Linked DNA regions of Sus scrofa: region 2 is linked to region 1. A link is a contact called in public Hi-C data. All regions are on one chromosome and are shown on one strand. Each heading gives the region's core, a stretch centred on a gene start, on an enhancer-like site or on the middle of the called end of the contact. The rest is flanking DNA. Distances are from core to core; before and after follow the strand shown.

Region 1 (7,951 bases), core at 2,826-5,325:
TTCTCGAACATATATCCAAGAGCAAGATTACAGGTAGGTGGTTAGAAGCAAAGACGTTGATGAAAAATGCTTCCAAATTTAGAACAAGGAGGGTTATTAATAATCTCAGCCTTTTTTTACATTACAGCACCTTAGGAAAGATGTTTGTGTGGCTCACTAAAGAGATGGACCCTGCCTGGCAGCCAGGGAGCCCCAGACCCTTCAGGCTGTCTCAGGGGCTGAGAGGATCTGTATCTTGACACATGAATTAGAGGATTTGTCATAAACATTACAGCGAGCACCACTCATGCTGTTCATCACCTCTACAAATATTTGTGTCTCCCATGTGTCTGGCACGGTGCTGAGCCTTGGGGTTATATTAGTGACCAGAGTAGATGGTTTCCACTCCCAGGCCTAATTACAGTTGGTAATTACTGTGCTGAAGGCAGAGTGATTGCAAGTTGGGTTAGTATAATTAAGGAACAGTAAAGAATAGGGTCGGAGAACTTGATGCTGATTAGCGAGTCTTCTCTGAGAAAGTGGCCTGAAGGATGGCGATTACCCAGGCAGAGGAGTAGGGTGGGCAGCAGGATACAGAGACAAGCATTCCAGGCAGAGAAAGAGAAGCATGGCTGCATCATTCAAGGCCCCGATGTGAAGAATTTTGTTCCTTTAGGAAACTAAAAGAAGGCCAGCATGGCAGGAGCAAGGGAGCACGTGATGTGAAATGAGACGAGAGGTGTGCAGATGTGTGAGTCTGTTTGTGTGTCGTCCTGCCTTGCTTCCCTGTAGTGAGGGTGGCCAGGTCTTGACGTTCAGTGTAGACCATTTCCAGTTTGTGCTCCCACCATCACTATTTGTTCTCTCTCTCCCAGGCCTCAACCATAATGAGCATTATTGCACTTTACCAATTTATTAGTTGATTTTATTTGTGTTTATTGGTTACCAGTAAGGGTTAATATTTTGAGAATTATTCTTTGTGATTTATTCTTTACCATTTTCTTTCTTTTTTTTTTTTTTAGGGCCACACTCATGGCACATGGAGGTTCCCAGGCTAGGGTCTAATCAGAGCTATAGCTGCCGGCCTACATTACAGCCATAGCAACTTGGGATTGGAACCACATCTGTGACCTACACCATAGCTCAAGGCAACGTCGGATCCTTAACTCGCTGAGCGAGGCCAGAGATCAAACCCACAACCTCACAGTTCTAGTCAGATTTGTTTCCACTGCACCACAACGGGAACTCCAATTCTTTGCCATTTTCAATGGGGATATTCTTCTTTGAATTTTGTGGGAGTTCTTTTATATATTCAGGATATTACTTTTGTTATAGTTTTCTTATCCCTATTTGGTTATTTGCCTTTTAATTTGCAATATGGCCCACAGATGACTTCTTCATTGTTTTACAAGGCATGCTATCTTTAAATGTATTAAAATGCTGATGTTGGTGTAGGTTGCAGACACAGCTCGGATTTGGCCTTGCTGTGGCTGTGGTGTAGGCCCCCCAAAATTTTTTTAAAAATTAAAAAAAAATGCTGTTATTAAGATGAGTGAGTGCCTTTATGGAGTACACATCAACCAGCAGAATAGCAGGAGGCTGGGAATGTACTTGCTGTTGGAAGGAAACTGATGTAAGGGTAAACTCATAGCAGGTGAGACTGGATTATAAATTTACATCAAGAGAAACTCACTTGATTTAGTCTCAAGCCTGGTAAGTTTCCTTTAAATGCAAAAATGATCCCAAGATGGAATTCCAGCTTAACTCATTTTATCTTGCTATTAAGTTACCATTTTCAGAGGCATTTAAGAAAGGCACTGTGTTTTATATTGTAAATCCTGGGAACTGTATAATTTTGAGGAGGTAAAATAGAGCTAATGAATATTATTTGAAAGCAGGAAGCAATATACCTGTGATTTACTTGATTTTAGGGTAAAGCATCTAAAGTTTTTAGTAATGACAAAGTTATTTAGATTTAAACTCCTCTGCTAAAATTTTTTAAAACATTTCTCTCTTAAAAAAATTTACACAAGCAGAAGCTGATCTTTTATTATTGTTATTTTTAATTTTAAGTCTTTTTTGGCTGCACCTGCGGCATGTGTAAGTTCCTAGGCCAGGGATCGAACCCATGCCACTGCAGTGACTGGAGCTGCCGCAGAGACACCACCAGATCCTTAACCTGCTATACCACAGAGAATGCCTAAAACCAAGAAATTTTATTAGTATATAAAAAGTATATAGAGGAAGTCTCTTGTAGTGCAGCAGTTAAGGATCGCATGTGGTCACTGCTCTGGTGTGGGTTTGATCCCTGGCCTGGGATCTTCCATATGCTGCAGGTGTGCTCTACCCTCCCCCACCGAAAAAAGCTTGTAGGGGAAAAAAAAAAAATTAACAACACGAAGAGCTACCATGATAGTAGAGATTTGCCAGGCCATTATTTGGGGGAACTCCAGAATCCAGAAGGGTAAGGGCAGTGCTGGTAAACTGAAGCCACATTGCCTTTTGTTCCGCAGTCTTAATGGTGTGAAGGGGGCTGAAGGCAAAGTCTAGGACTCACAGAAGGCAGTTTGGCTTATGGGAGACCCTTCCCATATTACCCTGGAACCCCAGAGGGCCACATCCTCAGGAAAGGGTGAACTAGATCTAACCTGCCTGCTCACCATAGGGAAGTACAGAGAAGGCTGCCTTGGCACTGAGCAAAGGAGGGTCAAAAAGGAAAATAAAGGAGTTCCCGTCGTGGCTCAGCAGGTTAAGAACTCGACATTCCCCGCGAGGATATGGTTTGATCCTTGGCCTCGCTCAGTGGGTTAAGGACCCACCATTGCCCCAAGCTGTGCATCTGCAGCTCGGAACCAGCGCGGCTGTGGCTGTGGCGTAGGCCAACAGCTGCAGGTCTGATTTGACCCCTAGCCTGGGAACTTCCATATGCCGAAGGTATGGCCATAGAAAAAAAGGAAAAAAAAGAACAATTAAAAAAAAAGAAATAAGAATTTTGTTCCAAAGAAGCTGAGGCCACACACTGGCTATCATGCAGACTTGTAGCCCAAACTCATGTAGCTCTATAGATCAAGGAACCTTAAAGCCAGTCTCCACTGCTGATGGCTCCAAATACTTGACAGAAGTCAGTTTACAGCCTTTCTCCAGGAAGGTGTCTTCATCCTAGACTCTTGGAATGATTTTTCAAGGGCAGTGAACACTAGGCAAAGAAAACCAGACATACCAGGAAGCAATTCCAATGGTAATAACACAGAAGTTTACTGGTATTTCTCTGTATTACCAGTTTTTTTTTTTTTTTTTTAAGTAAAACTGGAGAGGTTCTAAAAAGCTAGATACTTTGAACCTTGAGGTCTGATAATTTAACATTTTTCTTGATTGAATGAAATGATGCAAGAATCCCCACTTTATACGGATGCCCATTTTATACTTTTTGAGTAGCAGCCCAAGTATATTCCATTTGTCCTCATAATTTTTATAGTTTAGCAAGATCTGCCCTAATGACAGTGGAAAATGTAGTGTTGGGACCCACTGATTTCTACCATGGCAGACTACTCTGGAGGTATAGAATATAAGTAAAATTGAGATTTTTGTCTCTCTCATGTGGCACCCAGATATTTTGTGTCAGGAGTTTCTGGATTGAGCTCATAACTAAATGTTTATTTTGTCATGGCTTAAGAGGCTGTAAGCAAGATATCAGAGGCACTCTCCCCCTTCCCTGGGCTCTGCCTGCCCAGAACAAATTGTTTTGTGTCTATATTTATCCATTATTTCAGTACATATAAACCTGTCAAATACCATTGTACAGAATACAATGCATGGGGGTCTTTTTAAAAAGCAAGGGTGTATTTAGTAGCTAAGCTTTTATACAGCTCAGCTATTTGGTCAGTTTTTACATAAATACTGTCCTGGTTATTTTTTCCTTTTACTTGAAAGGCCAGAAACAAAAGTAGATGAGGTAGCTGCATTGTATGAAAAACATTCTTTCCTGGACTAGTCCTCACTAAATTCAGAGTTAGTATCCGAACTATCCCTGGAACTTGAGACATGGGTGCCGTCACTAAGTATTGGCTGCTCAGAGAGATACTAGCTGGCAGCCAGCAGCTTGCCTTGTTTAGAGAGTCTTGAGGGATTTTTGTCCTCTGGCAACTTACCCATCTTGTGTGTTTTCCTTCAGGTGATGCAGACAGAAAACATTGTAAATTCAAGCCAGATCCCAACATCCCTCCAACCTTCAGTGCCTTCAATGAGGACTACGTTGGCAGTGGGTGGTCACGAGGCCACATGGCTCCAGCAGGAAATAACAAATTCTCATCTGTAGGCATATTTTGGGGAAGGGATGGGAATACGGGGCTGGTATTTTGTCTACTGTGGGACTTGGCAGTTAAAAACCTAGGAGTCAAACCCTAACGCTTGAGAATTGTCATACCTTGAGAATTGTCATACCTTGTTTTGTATTTTTCTTCCTGACTTGACTTCCTTTCTTTGCTCAGATGCTCAGACATTTTTAAACAGGTCCAATGAGGGAACTAAATGCTATGGAATGGAGGGGAAAGCCAACAGGAGTCAAAGCTACTCACCCTTTTTTATCTTGAAAAATTTCAGACCTGTAAAAAAGTTGAAAAGAGGACAGCAGAAACATTTTGGCTGGTGGGAAAGTTGAAGACAGTACAGATATATCTTGATACATTTTTTTACTTAGCATTTTTTTTTTTTAACCATTGACAGTAAATCGCAGATATCATAATGCTTCATTCCTAAGTAGATTGCTCAGGAGCTTGTGTCGCCTAAGAATAAGGATGTTTGTATATATGTCAGGTGTGGTGTTATACCAAGAAATGTGTGCAATTGTATTTTTCTTCTCTTTTCTTTTTTCATTTTCAGCCACCCCAGGCATATGGAGTTCCTGGGCCAGGGATCAGATCGAAGCCACAGTTGCGACCTAAGCCAAAGTTGCGGCAACGCCAGATCTTTAACCTGGTGTGCCAGGCTGGGGAACGAATCCATGTCCCAAGATGCCGCCAATCCCCTTGCTCCATATATATATATATATATATATATATTTTTTTTTTTTTTTTTTTTTTTGGCTTTTTAGGCCTCTGCTTGCAGCATATGGAGGTTCCCAGGCTAGGGTTCTAATAGGCCAGCTGCTGGCCTTCACCACAGCAACGCCATATCCAAGCTGAGTCTGTGACCCACACCACAGCTCACGGCAATGCTAGATCCTTGACCCACGGAGCAAGGCCAGGAATCGAACCCTCAACCTCTTGGCTCCTAGTTGGATTTGCTTACTTTGCACCTTGAAGGGACCTCTGGGAACTCCTGTTTTTGTATATTTATACAATAGTAGACAATTTACATTCAGGTTTGCCAAATTGTCCCAATTATGTTCTTTACCACTTTTTTTTAGATTCACTACCTGATCATGAATCACATATTACATTCAGTTATCTCTCTAGGCTCCTTTAATTTAGGATAATTTCTCTGCCAAAAAAGGGGAGGAATGTCTTTTTTGACGTTGACATTTATTGCATGATTTGTTGGTGATTATTGTCATTAGGCTTGTGGTTCTCAACCTTAGATATGCACTGTAATAACCTGGGGACGTTTTATTTTATTTTATTTTATTTTTTGTCTTTTTGCCATTCCTTGGGCCGCTCCCAGCAATGGAGTTTCCCAGGCTAGGGGTCTAATCGGAGCTGTAGCTGCCAGCCTACGCCAGAGCCATGGCAACGTGGGATCCAAGCCGCGTCTGCAACCTACACCACAGCTCACGGCAACGCCGGATCCTTAACCCACTGAGCAAGGCCAGGGAGTGAACCCGAAACCTCGTGGTTCCTAGTTGTATTCGCTAACCACTGCGCCATGACGGGAACTCCCCTGGGGATGTTTTAAAAAAAATCCTGATGCCCAGAGATGTAACCCAGAGTAGTTAAATCAGACATTGTAGGGGATAGGACCCAGGCATTATGTTTTTGAAGCTCCTAGGTTACTTCAATGTGCATTTAAGGTTGAGAACTGCTTATTTGAGGAGAAGGTATTTGCTGGCCTTGGCAGTTAGTATAGATCAATGAAGGGAAACTCAGTGACAGAGGCTGTTGTTTATAGGTCAGGAGTATGACTTGAATGGACACATGGCCAGAAATTCAGAATAGGAATTTTTTTTTTGCACTTTTGAACTAATATGTTTGTGCTGTACTACTGAAATACTACTGTGTTCCCAAAAGCTGACCATTATTGAGAAATTCTGTGCCAGAGGCTTAAAACCAAAATTCGCCTTCTAGCTTTATATTGGAAATTTTTAATTCATATGAATTTGCTTGACTCTTGTAAATTATGAAGAAAACGTGCACACCAAACTCCTTTTTTGTTATAGTCCTTATTTAGAATAATCATCATTGAGCTTTTTGTCATGAATAGCTGTGGGTTTCATTTTTCTAAACAGTTACTGTAATTGCCCGGTGCTAGCATAGGAATAAGGAACTTTTTGTCTATGTCTGCTTTGTAAAATCTCTGTCAAAGGGGAGGGCATTTTATTGCAAGTTTTCTATTTCTTTTCACAGAAAGCCATGGCTGAGACCTTTTACCTTTCTAATATTGTGCCTCAGAATTTTGATAATAATGCTGGATATTGGAACAGGTGAGGGCTGAGAGTTTTAAAACTCTGATTCTGTGGGAGATGACTGATGTGGCAGGAGAGTGGACTAGTGTGCCTAGCAGCTGTGTGTGTGTCTGCCATTGTTTTTCAAGTGCTAGCACTGCTGGAGGTAAGTACCTAGGGCTAGTTTCTTTGCTGGATTTGGGGAGTACAGTTGTCTGTGGGAGGACAGACTTCAGAACATGTCCAGCCATTGTGGTCATGTTTGCCACTTGTGAGAAGTCAAGTTCTGAAAGAAACTTTTGAAAACATTATTCAGGCAGTAGAACACTATGTTTTAGGCTGAGGGCGCTATATTATTCTATACTTGTATTTAAAGAGTTGCTGCTTTTTCAGAACAATTTTGTAGAATTGAACATAACTGTTGCTAGTTTTTGATAGAACCTGACTACAGTAGTCCCTTCTTATCCGTGGTTTTACTTTCTGCTGTTTCAGTTACCCGCTGTCAACCGCAGTCCAAAAATATTAAGTGGAGGGAGTTCCCGTTGTGGCTCAGCATGTTACAAACCTGACTAGTAACCTTGAGGATGTGGGTTCAATCCCTGGGCTTTCTCAGTAGGTTAAGGATCTGGCGTTGCCACGAGCTGTGGTGTAGGTCAAAGATGTGTCTTGGATCCTGAGTTGCTGTGGCTGTGGGGTAGCCTGGCAGCTGCCGTTCCGCTTCAACCCCTAGCCTGGGAACTTCCATATGCCACAGGTTTGGTCCTAAAAAAAAAAAAAAAAAGAAAAACAAATAACTGGAAATTTCCAGAAGTGAGCAGTGTGTAATTTAAATTGGCGTGTAGCTGAATAATGAGATAAAATCTGTTACTTCCTGCTCTGTCCAGCCAGGATGTGAACCATCCTGTTGTCCAGTGTATCCCACTCATTGGGCAGTAACCCGCTTGCTTTCATAGGGCTTGTGTTCAAGTGACCCTTATTTAATAATGGCCCCAAAATGCAGGAGTAGAGATGCTGGCAATTTGGATTTGCCAAAGAGAAGCTATAAAATGCTTCCCTTAAGTGAAAAGGTAGGAGTTGTTGACTTAAGAAAGAAAAAAAAAAATGCATGCTGAGGTTGCTAAAATCTATGGTAAGAAGTAATCTATTCATGAAATTGTGAAGAAGAAAAAAGAAACTCATGCTACTCTTGTTGTTGCCCCTCAGGCTGCAAAAGTTACAGCCACTAAGTATGATAAGTGTTTAGCTTAGATGAAGAAGGTGTTAAGTTTGTACAGTAAGATATTTTGAGAGAGACCACATCCACATAACTATTATTACAGTATATTGTTATGATGTTCTATCATTATTGTGTTAATCTCTTACTGTGTCTAATTTATA
Region 2 (7,951 bases), core at 4,018-6,517, 150 kb after region 1:
CTGTTCCTGGTCTCCCTCCCCCATTTGAGGGTCCCAGGCCCCAGGAATTGACGTGGGTTCTCTATAAATAGTACCCATTCCATATTGATCATCTTAAAAAGACACAGTACGTTCTAGGCCCACAGAGAGGAGCAAAGTGTCTAAATATAGTGTCATTCCCAGGAACCGCTGCCAGCCTGAGGTGAGTGGTGTAGGATGTGCATAAGCAAAGGGGCAGCCTGAAGGGGCTGACGACTGAGCAGGGGTGGTGGAAGGAAGCAGGGAACCTCTCCACCCCCATGCCAGTCCTTCGACTCCAGCTTAGGACTTTGGCTCTGCCTCAGGGCCTTTGCACTAGCAGCCTCCTCTTTACACAATGTTCTTGCCTCAGATCGCCTCAGGATTGGTTCTTTCTTGTTATTCAGGCCTCAGTTTGGTCTCCTCCTTAAAGATGCCTTTCCTGACTGCCAGTCCAGCCACTCCCATCTCTCCGTCACATCACCCTATTTTATTCCCTTCACACCAAGGGTCATGATCTAAAGTCATTTTCTGTATCTATTTGTTTCGTGGTATCTAGTGTGTCTTTCCCAAATGATGTGTCAACTTTATGAGAGCAATTATTGAATCTGGACAGTAGAGTTTCTAGAATCTTCCATGGCATGGATTAGGTACTAAATGTCTTATCCAGACTCTCTCTGACCACTTCTGCCTCAGACCTCTGCCATGGGCCAGACTGAGCTGGCAGAGGGCAGTGGGCTTGGAGTCCCAGGATCACTCCTCAGTCCCCCATCCCAAGACTGCGCCCTGCAGCGTCCAGCCTCTCTTCTTTCTCCCTCATGGATTTAGCCACAGGACTTCTAGCCCAGCCCCTCTACTCCTGGAAACCTGCTCTAGACCACCTCATCTTGTCCCCACACAGCGCGTTCTGGAATACTTTCCTCTCCTCAGGGCAAAGCTCCCTCCCCTTCGTGCCCCCTGCTCAGAGCAGGAATCACAGTTCCTGCCTTCAAAATCACCCTCCCAGAGCTTCCTAGGAAGAGTCATTTCACCCCAGGTCTTCCTGACTGGCCCACTGGATGAACCAGAGCAACTGAGGCCCCACCGGCGCATGTTCAACTCAGAGCCCTCTGCCCTCCCTGTGAGGGATAGGCATCTTTCCCACAAGCCCACGCACGCAGGCACACCGCACGGACACACACACCTACAGTGTCCACTCCAGGCTCTCCCTACAGCCCTCCCTTGACCCCACTCCCCAGCTCCCCTCTATCTCTTTCCTCCCTCTTAAACCATCAAACTCTTTGAAAGAGCTGTCTACACATGCTATCTCCACGTCCTCACCTCCTGCTCACTTCTCAACCCACTCCAAACTGGATTCCATTCTCACCAATTCATTCATTCATTCATTCACTCATTCATCCATCAACAATTCATCTGCACCCAGCACCACATTCTGTGGGTGCCAAGAGGGAAATTTCTGTTGTCACCAGCGCCGTCATTGCTCATTTTTAAATTATGCATTTTTTTTTAATCTATCTAAGAAAGTCTCAGAACATATCTTCTAGACTCTCAATAGAAGCAGGAGACTCCCAGGACATGCACCCTCCTTGCTTTCTGTGACACCTCCCACTCCTCGCTGTCCTCCCACCTCTCTGACTGCTCCTTGCCAGCCTCCTTGGCAGACTTCTCCGGCCTTGATATTGGAGTGCCTCAGGGTTCTGGACTCAGCCCTCTTCTCAGCATGAGAACCACCTGGGTGCTTTCAAAAATACTGATACCAAGGCCTCAACCCAGAGTCAAATCAATTAGAATTTCTGGGGATGGAGCCTGGGCATAGGTTTGTTTTGTTTAAACCACTTTCTTAGACTCCCCTGGTGATGTAGCAGGCGAAGGATCTGGTGTTGCTGCAGCAGTGTGGGTTCAACTCCGGCCCTGGAACTTCCTCATGTCGTGGGTGTAGCCCCAAAACAAACAAAACAAAAAGAAATAAACCCCTTTCTAAGTGATGCTAATCCTCCAGGGCAGAGAACCACAGGTCTGCATTCTTACTAGGCAATCTAATTCACTGTCATGGCTCCAAGGACAAGCTTCTACAGATAATTCCAAGTTTTTACCTCTAGTCCAGCCCTCCTTTCTGAACCCGGGACCCTTCCCTCCAACTGACTGCTGGATGGTGACATCTCCCTGGAAGTACTACAGGTTCAGATCAAGCCCCCGAAAAATCCATCACCTTCTCCTTGTTCTGCATCAGGTTTGCCAACCCAAACTCCATGTGCCCATCCCCCTTCTCATGGTGTTAGGCTATAGCAGTAAACCTCAGTGAGCAAGTGAAGTTGGGGGTGGGAGAGTGGCATATTCCTTAACAGGGAAGGAAGCTGGTTCTATCACCTGTGGTTACCTTCTGGTTCCTCTCCTTCAAATTAAAAAATTTTGCTGGCATCCAAGGTCTGCCCTGGAGAGGTGGTATAGTGCAAGGTAGATATACTGACACCTGGGGTCCCGCTACTTAGTAGATGTGTAACACTGAGCAAGTTACTTAACCTCCCTGGGCCTTCAGTTTCACTGTCTGCAAACTGGTCATTATTATGGTCTCTGCCTCCAGGGTTGATGCAAGGATTCAGTGAGATGAGTCTTATAAAGTGCTTAGTGCCATGCCTGGCTGGCAGAAAGCACTCAGTGAATGTTAGCTATTTTTAGTACCATTACTGAGGATAAATTCCCAATTCCTGAGCGGAGCTCACAAGGGCCCCCATGACTGTGACCTTGATGTTAGCTTATACTCTTCTTTCTCATACCATAGGACCCAGCAAGTCACTGAACAATTATACTGTTTCACATCGTGGTGCTTTTGTACATGCTTGTCCTGATGGCTGGACTGCATGGTCTCTATCTAGAAAACTCCTACTCATCCTTCAAAACCCAGGTGGAAAGTTATTTTTGTTAGATAGATACCCTTGACTCTCCTGGCCAAAGGCAATCACTCCTCTTTTGGGTGGGCTATGGGGACACACTACTGTCATTGCATGCTCTTCTAATAACCTTCCCAAGGGTGAGCAGGAACCAGCCTCCCATGAACAGAACAGAGACTGCCATTTACCACTGGCCCAGGTTGCCCTCAGGCCTCCCTTCTCCTTGGGTTTCCTGAGCACCAGCCTCCTGTGCTCCCCAACTCCCAGCTGCCTCTGGTAATTCTCACCACTCCTCCAAGCTCCATCTTCATGCTGAGTGAGTCGATCCTGGAAACTTTCCAGAAGAACTTCACACACGGAGTTGGGGCCAAGCACCCCAAAAGCATGGCAGCTGCCCATGCCACACTGGCTGCCACTGGTATGTGGCACCCCCGGGTCAGTTCCCATTCTGCTCAGATTCTCTTTGGTCAGTCCTAGGTTAGTTTGGCTCTCAGAAAGTAGACATCAAAGCATCTTTACCCTGATGGGGCCTCCAGTCCACTGACTCTTTAAGTGACCTTGGATAAGTCCTTGACCTGCTCTCAGCCTCAGTTTCTTGCCCTGCACAATGTAGTGGTGATGAGAGGATTAGATTAAAACTTTACTGAGGTTCACTTCAGCACGAAGCTGGCCATTCCAGCATAAAATCTGTGTTCTGCACTCTGGCTGTACTCAGTCCGTCCCCTCCTCTCATGCTCCTGTGACTGCAGCAGGGCTTGAGCTATTAGCTTGTGCCACCCTCTTTCCACCTTCCAGCTCCACTGCCGCCCACTCACATGCACCTGCCCAAGTCGAATGGGGAGGGGGGGAGTTGAGGGCAGCAGCAGGGGCCTGGGCCTCCCCTGCTCAGGGTCCCTCTGGATCTGATGGGATGGTGGGAATCAGGAGAGGGCGGACATGCTGCAGCATGGTGGGGTCATGGGAGGTCTAGGCTCCCTGCAGAAGTGCCTGGGGTCTCAGCAGGATGGGAGGACGGGAGGAGACAGCTGGGGGAACGGAATACCATCCCGGAACCTCAAGAGAAGACTGATCCCACCAGCCCTGCTGGTCTCAAAGCACTAAGGAGAGGAGATGACTCCTGCTACAGCCTCCGCCATGGCTTCTTGCCTCGGCTGTGCGCTGGCCTCCAACAGGTGTTTGCAAGGCAGGCCTAAGGCCAGGGGCCTTGTCCCCAGGATTTCCTCCACCACCAGCACTCTCGATACTTCCAGTCCCCACAAGGCCAGGCACCTCCACTTCCTCCCAGGGTGCCATCAGATGATCGAATAACAAGGAGGCCAAAAGCCGGCCTATGTCAGTCAGGGCACTTGGATTGGCCCCAGTCAGAGCTAGGAGGGCAAAGAACTCTCCTCATACCAGGGCACAGAAATCTCCTCTGTGGAGAACACATGGAGCTCTCTCTGCCTGCAAGCCTCACAGAGATCAGATGTGTCCCCTTTAAGGTGTTAGAGGGCACAGAGATCTCTTCATGATCAGAGCGCACAGAGATAGGACACACCGTATAAATCTCCCCCTTCGGGGCCCACAGAGATCTGTCCCCTGTCAGGACCAGCAGAGATCTCACCCCAGAGAGGGCACCTCCAGCAGACCCGGTCCAGAAAAAGGGAGTGCATGGCCCCTCCCTCCATTCCCGCCCCACTCCCCCGCTCTCTGGAACCACACTCGCTGCGCGCCTAGTCGCTGCTCTGACCTTGGGGTCTCCGGCCTCAGGAATCCAGGTTCCAATCTCAGACCCTCCCGGAGCCTGTACCAGGGTCGGCAGAGAAGCCGGGGCCACAGCTCCCCCTCCCCCGGCCCTCGACAGCGCACTGGGAAACCCGAAAGGAAAGGGAAGGGGAGGGGGCTCGCGGCGATTAGAGACGCCCCCCTCCTGGGGATCCCCTCCAGCCAGGCTGCTCTGCGCCCCTTCTTCGCCCCTTCCCACTCTCGGGGCAGCGATGGGGAGGGAGTCTGCCGGTGGACCCAGGGCAGGGGAGGGGGCGCGCAGGGCTTGAAGGGTTGGACCCTCAAGGAGGAAAGTTGGGCGGCAGCGGGCTAAGGGGGTTCCGGCCGGGCCGGGGCTGCCAGGAGTGGGGGTGCTTGCTCACCTGCTGGTCCCCCTGCCCGGGCCCCGAGATGGGCGGCTGCGGCTGCGGCTCGGACTCGGCTTGGTGCGGGGCTCAGGGTACTGGGCTCGGGCTCAGCGGCCCCGGGGGCGCGATCCCCGCATCCCACGGGCGCTGCCGCCGTCTCGGCTCCGCTGCTCGGCTCCGGCTCCGGGGCTCGGCGGGCGGCGCGGGCTCGGGCTGGGGGCGGGGTCGGGGGCGGGCCCCGCCTGGGCTCGGCCTGGGGCTTGGGGCCCCGGGCTGGCTCCGCCCCAGAGCAACGAGCCTGGGGCTCCACACGTGGCGCTCCGCCCGCTCTGAGGGTGAACCCTGGGCACCCGCCGCTGGAGCACACACCCAGGTGCTGACCCGGGGACGCCCCGCCACAGACAGCTGCCCACGCGGACGTGGACAGACGCGTGCAGACATGGCACACGCGGGGGTACACACACAGCGACCCAGCGACGCTTCTCCAGTTAGCCACCTACGCGGACATGAACAGGCACACAGCTTGGCACACGCAGAGTACACACGCACACATCCTCACTAACTTGGGGACCCTACCCTAGCCACCCACCCCCAAGGAAAGGGACATACACTGACACTCGAAGACACCCTCTGTCACCGACACACAGACACCCACACGGACACATGCAGACATCATTGACACACACAGACATTGAGGCAGATATACTCTGACAAACTCAGGGACACCTGGATGACTCAGACACACATCCACTGACACACTGACACAGAGACACACACACACACACAGAACCAGGCTTCTAGACAAATACACAGCCAGCCAGCAGAGAAGTCTGCACAATGGTAGACACCTATACTGACACATAAACACAGACTGACACAGGCACTGACAGAAACACACACCCAGACAGAAACAACCAACACATCAGACACAACCAACAAACCCAGAGACACCCACACCGAAACCCACTCACTTCACCCTGTTGAACTAAGACAACCTACACCTTGACACACATGAGGCACTCACATGCTGACACAGATAAGACTGTCTCACGCAAAGACCAGACACTGACAAGCACAGTCACTCACATACACAGGCTGACCCACAGGGAGACATACCCAGGAACACACATCCTTGTTGAAAAGTAACAGGCCACCAGCTTTTTGCTCACAGACCAGTAGCATCATTGGATGGGACAGGCTAACGTCCAGAACCATCACAAAAGCACACGTACCAGTACACATGCACACACACAGTCTTTACGTTCTTTCCCAGCAGGCTTCTCATCTCTCCCGATGCATATTCAAGGCTCCTAGAGGTAAGGATTGCTCTTGGAGGGCAAGATGGGTGCTGAGGTCTAAGAGGGACCCAGGTGCTGTGTTTGGGGACCCAGAGGCTGAAACCAGCCCCTCCATTATTGGGATTTTGGAGAAGTCACGGTGTGTGTGTGTGGGGGGGGGTCATCCTCCATTTGGGATCTGGGTGTGGGGTTCCAGAGATCACTGGGTGCCTCACATATATACTGAGGAGGTACCCATGCCTGCAGGAGAAGCTGGGTCAACCCAGCTTCCCAGAGTAGGGGAATCAGTAAGAGAACCGGTCTACAGGGAAGTTCAGGCAAAGGACGCTTTCTGGCCCTGGGTCTGATAGGATGGCTGGCTGCCAGACAGATGAACTGAAGGTAGTCCTGCTGCCTCCTCCTAGCCCCCAGATGGGACTCAGGTTGGCTAGCATCTCCCACTAGCGGCCATAGCCGGAAGTGCAGGCAATGTCAATTTTTTTCAGCCAGTTGTGGGACCACCTGAGCCTCTGCCTCTTAGGTGAGAGGAGAGGGCAGGAGAATCTGGGTCCTCCCTGAGGTCTTCCACCAGGCTTCTGGACCCTGAATGAAGATTCAAACTTGCAGACGGACACCGGGCCAAGAAGGAGACTGAGCCAGAATGAAGGTTGCTGGGGGTGAGCTAGAGAGGTCCCCTGCTTTGTCTACATCGAACAGAGATGGGGTTTTCACGTTCTTCCTTAGTGCTGGGTACTTGCGTGTTGCCAGCAGGAGAGGCATGCACCCCAAATTTAAATGAGGAGAGAGGTGCCCATAAGAGGAAGGAACCATACCTCTGATTCAGTTCTTTTTCTTTTTTACCATTTTTGAACTCACCTTTATCTGATTCAGTTCTGATTCGGAGATTAAGCCAACATACCTGGTGGTCCTAGAGTGGCCGAAGAGGGTAGGAAAGGTCAGCGGGCCAGGAAAGGGCCACCTCCACCAAGGAGCCCTTGCTGAGACCTGGGGTATTCCCTTCTCTTCTCCAGGCTCTATTTAATTAAAGCAGGAAGATGCAGTTGGCAGTCAGAGAACAAGATTTTTAAAACTAATGTTTCCTTTATTCCACCCTTCCCTTTACCTCAGGTTCAAAGTTAAGTTAAGCACTCTGTCATTGTGCATCTGCACAGGATTCCTCTTTTGCATCACTTTCTTTTATTTCTTCGCCCCTCCATCCCACCTCACTGTCATCTCCTTTCCTACTTAGGCACCTCTCTTAGAGCTAACACAGATCTTTAAATATGTACACATCTCTGTAAAATAGGCAGTATCGGTGTTTGTACCTATGGGGTCTCTTATGTGTTCTTACCACCCCAGGCATTTCTTTTTATGTTCAACTTCTATTGAACTGTAACCTACATATGGAAGGGTGCACAAGCCTTAAGTGTTCTGCTCAAGGGATGTCACTAGTTGAACTATCCCTATAACCAACACACAGGCCAAGAAACTAAACAGCACCAGCACCCCAAGATGCCCCCTTCCTGCCCTCTTCCTGTCGCCACTTCTCCCCCAGAGTTAACTACTATACTCACATTAATTTTCTAGGTTTTGTCTAGTTCTCATCTTTATTTAAATAGCATCATATGGTGCAAACTCTTGTGTCTGGTTCTATTTAAAAAAATCCTCTTGAAGAGTT

What was found. A called contact is a pair of places that touch in the nucleus more often than the background predicts.
Region 2: a Hi-C map of heart right ventricle shows a contact between it and region 1, with 4 times the contacts expected there. The contact joins two enhancer-like sites. A contact is called at or near these places in 2 of 5 promoter capture datasets (fetal skeletal muscle and liver) and 2 of 47 Hi-C or Micro-C datasets (heart right ventricle and liver).

What each region holds. Positions count from the first base shown.
Region 1 is chr13:23,282,911-23,290,861 of Sscrofa11.1, forward strand. It overlaps EXOG (nuclease EXOG, mitochondrial), which reads left to right. Exons shown (of 11, transcript XR_001300113.2): 2 at 1-33; 3 at 4,151-4,290; 4 at 6,537-6,613. Among named protein-coding and RNA genes, the nearest start is that of EXOG, 8.4 kb to the left of the region's middle. Within about 2 kb of position 4,076, at least 2 of the 83 cell types and tissues checked have an H3K27ac peak or open chromatin away from gene starts, as enhancers often do.
Region 2 is chr13:23,433,239-23,441,189 of Sscrofa11.1, forward strand. No RefSeq gene overlaps it. Among named protein-coding and RNA genes, the nearest start is that of SCN5A, 12 kb to the left of the region's middle. Within about 2 kb of position 5,268, at least 11 of the 83 cell types and tissues checked have an H3K27ac peak or open chromatin away from gene starts, as enhancers often do.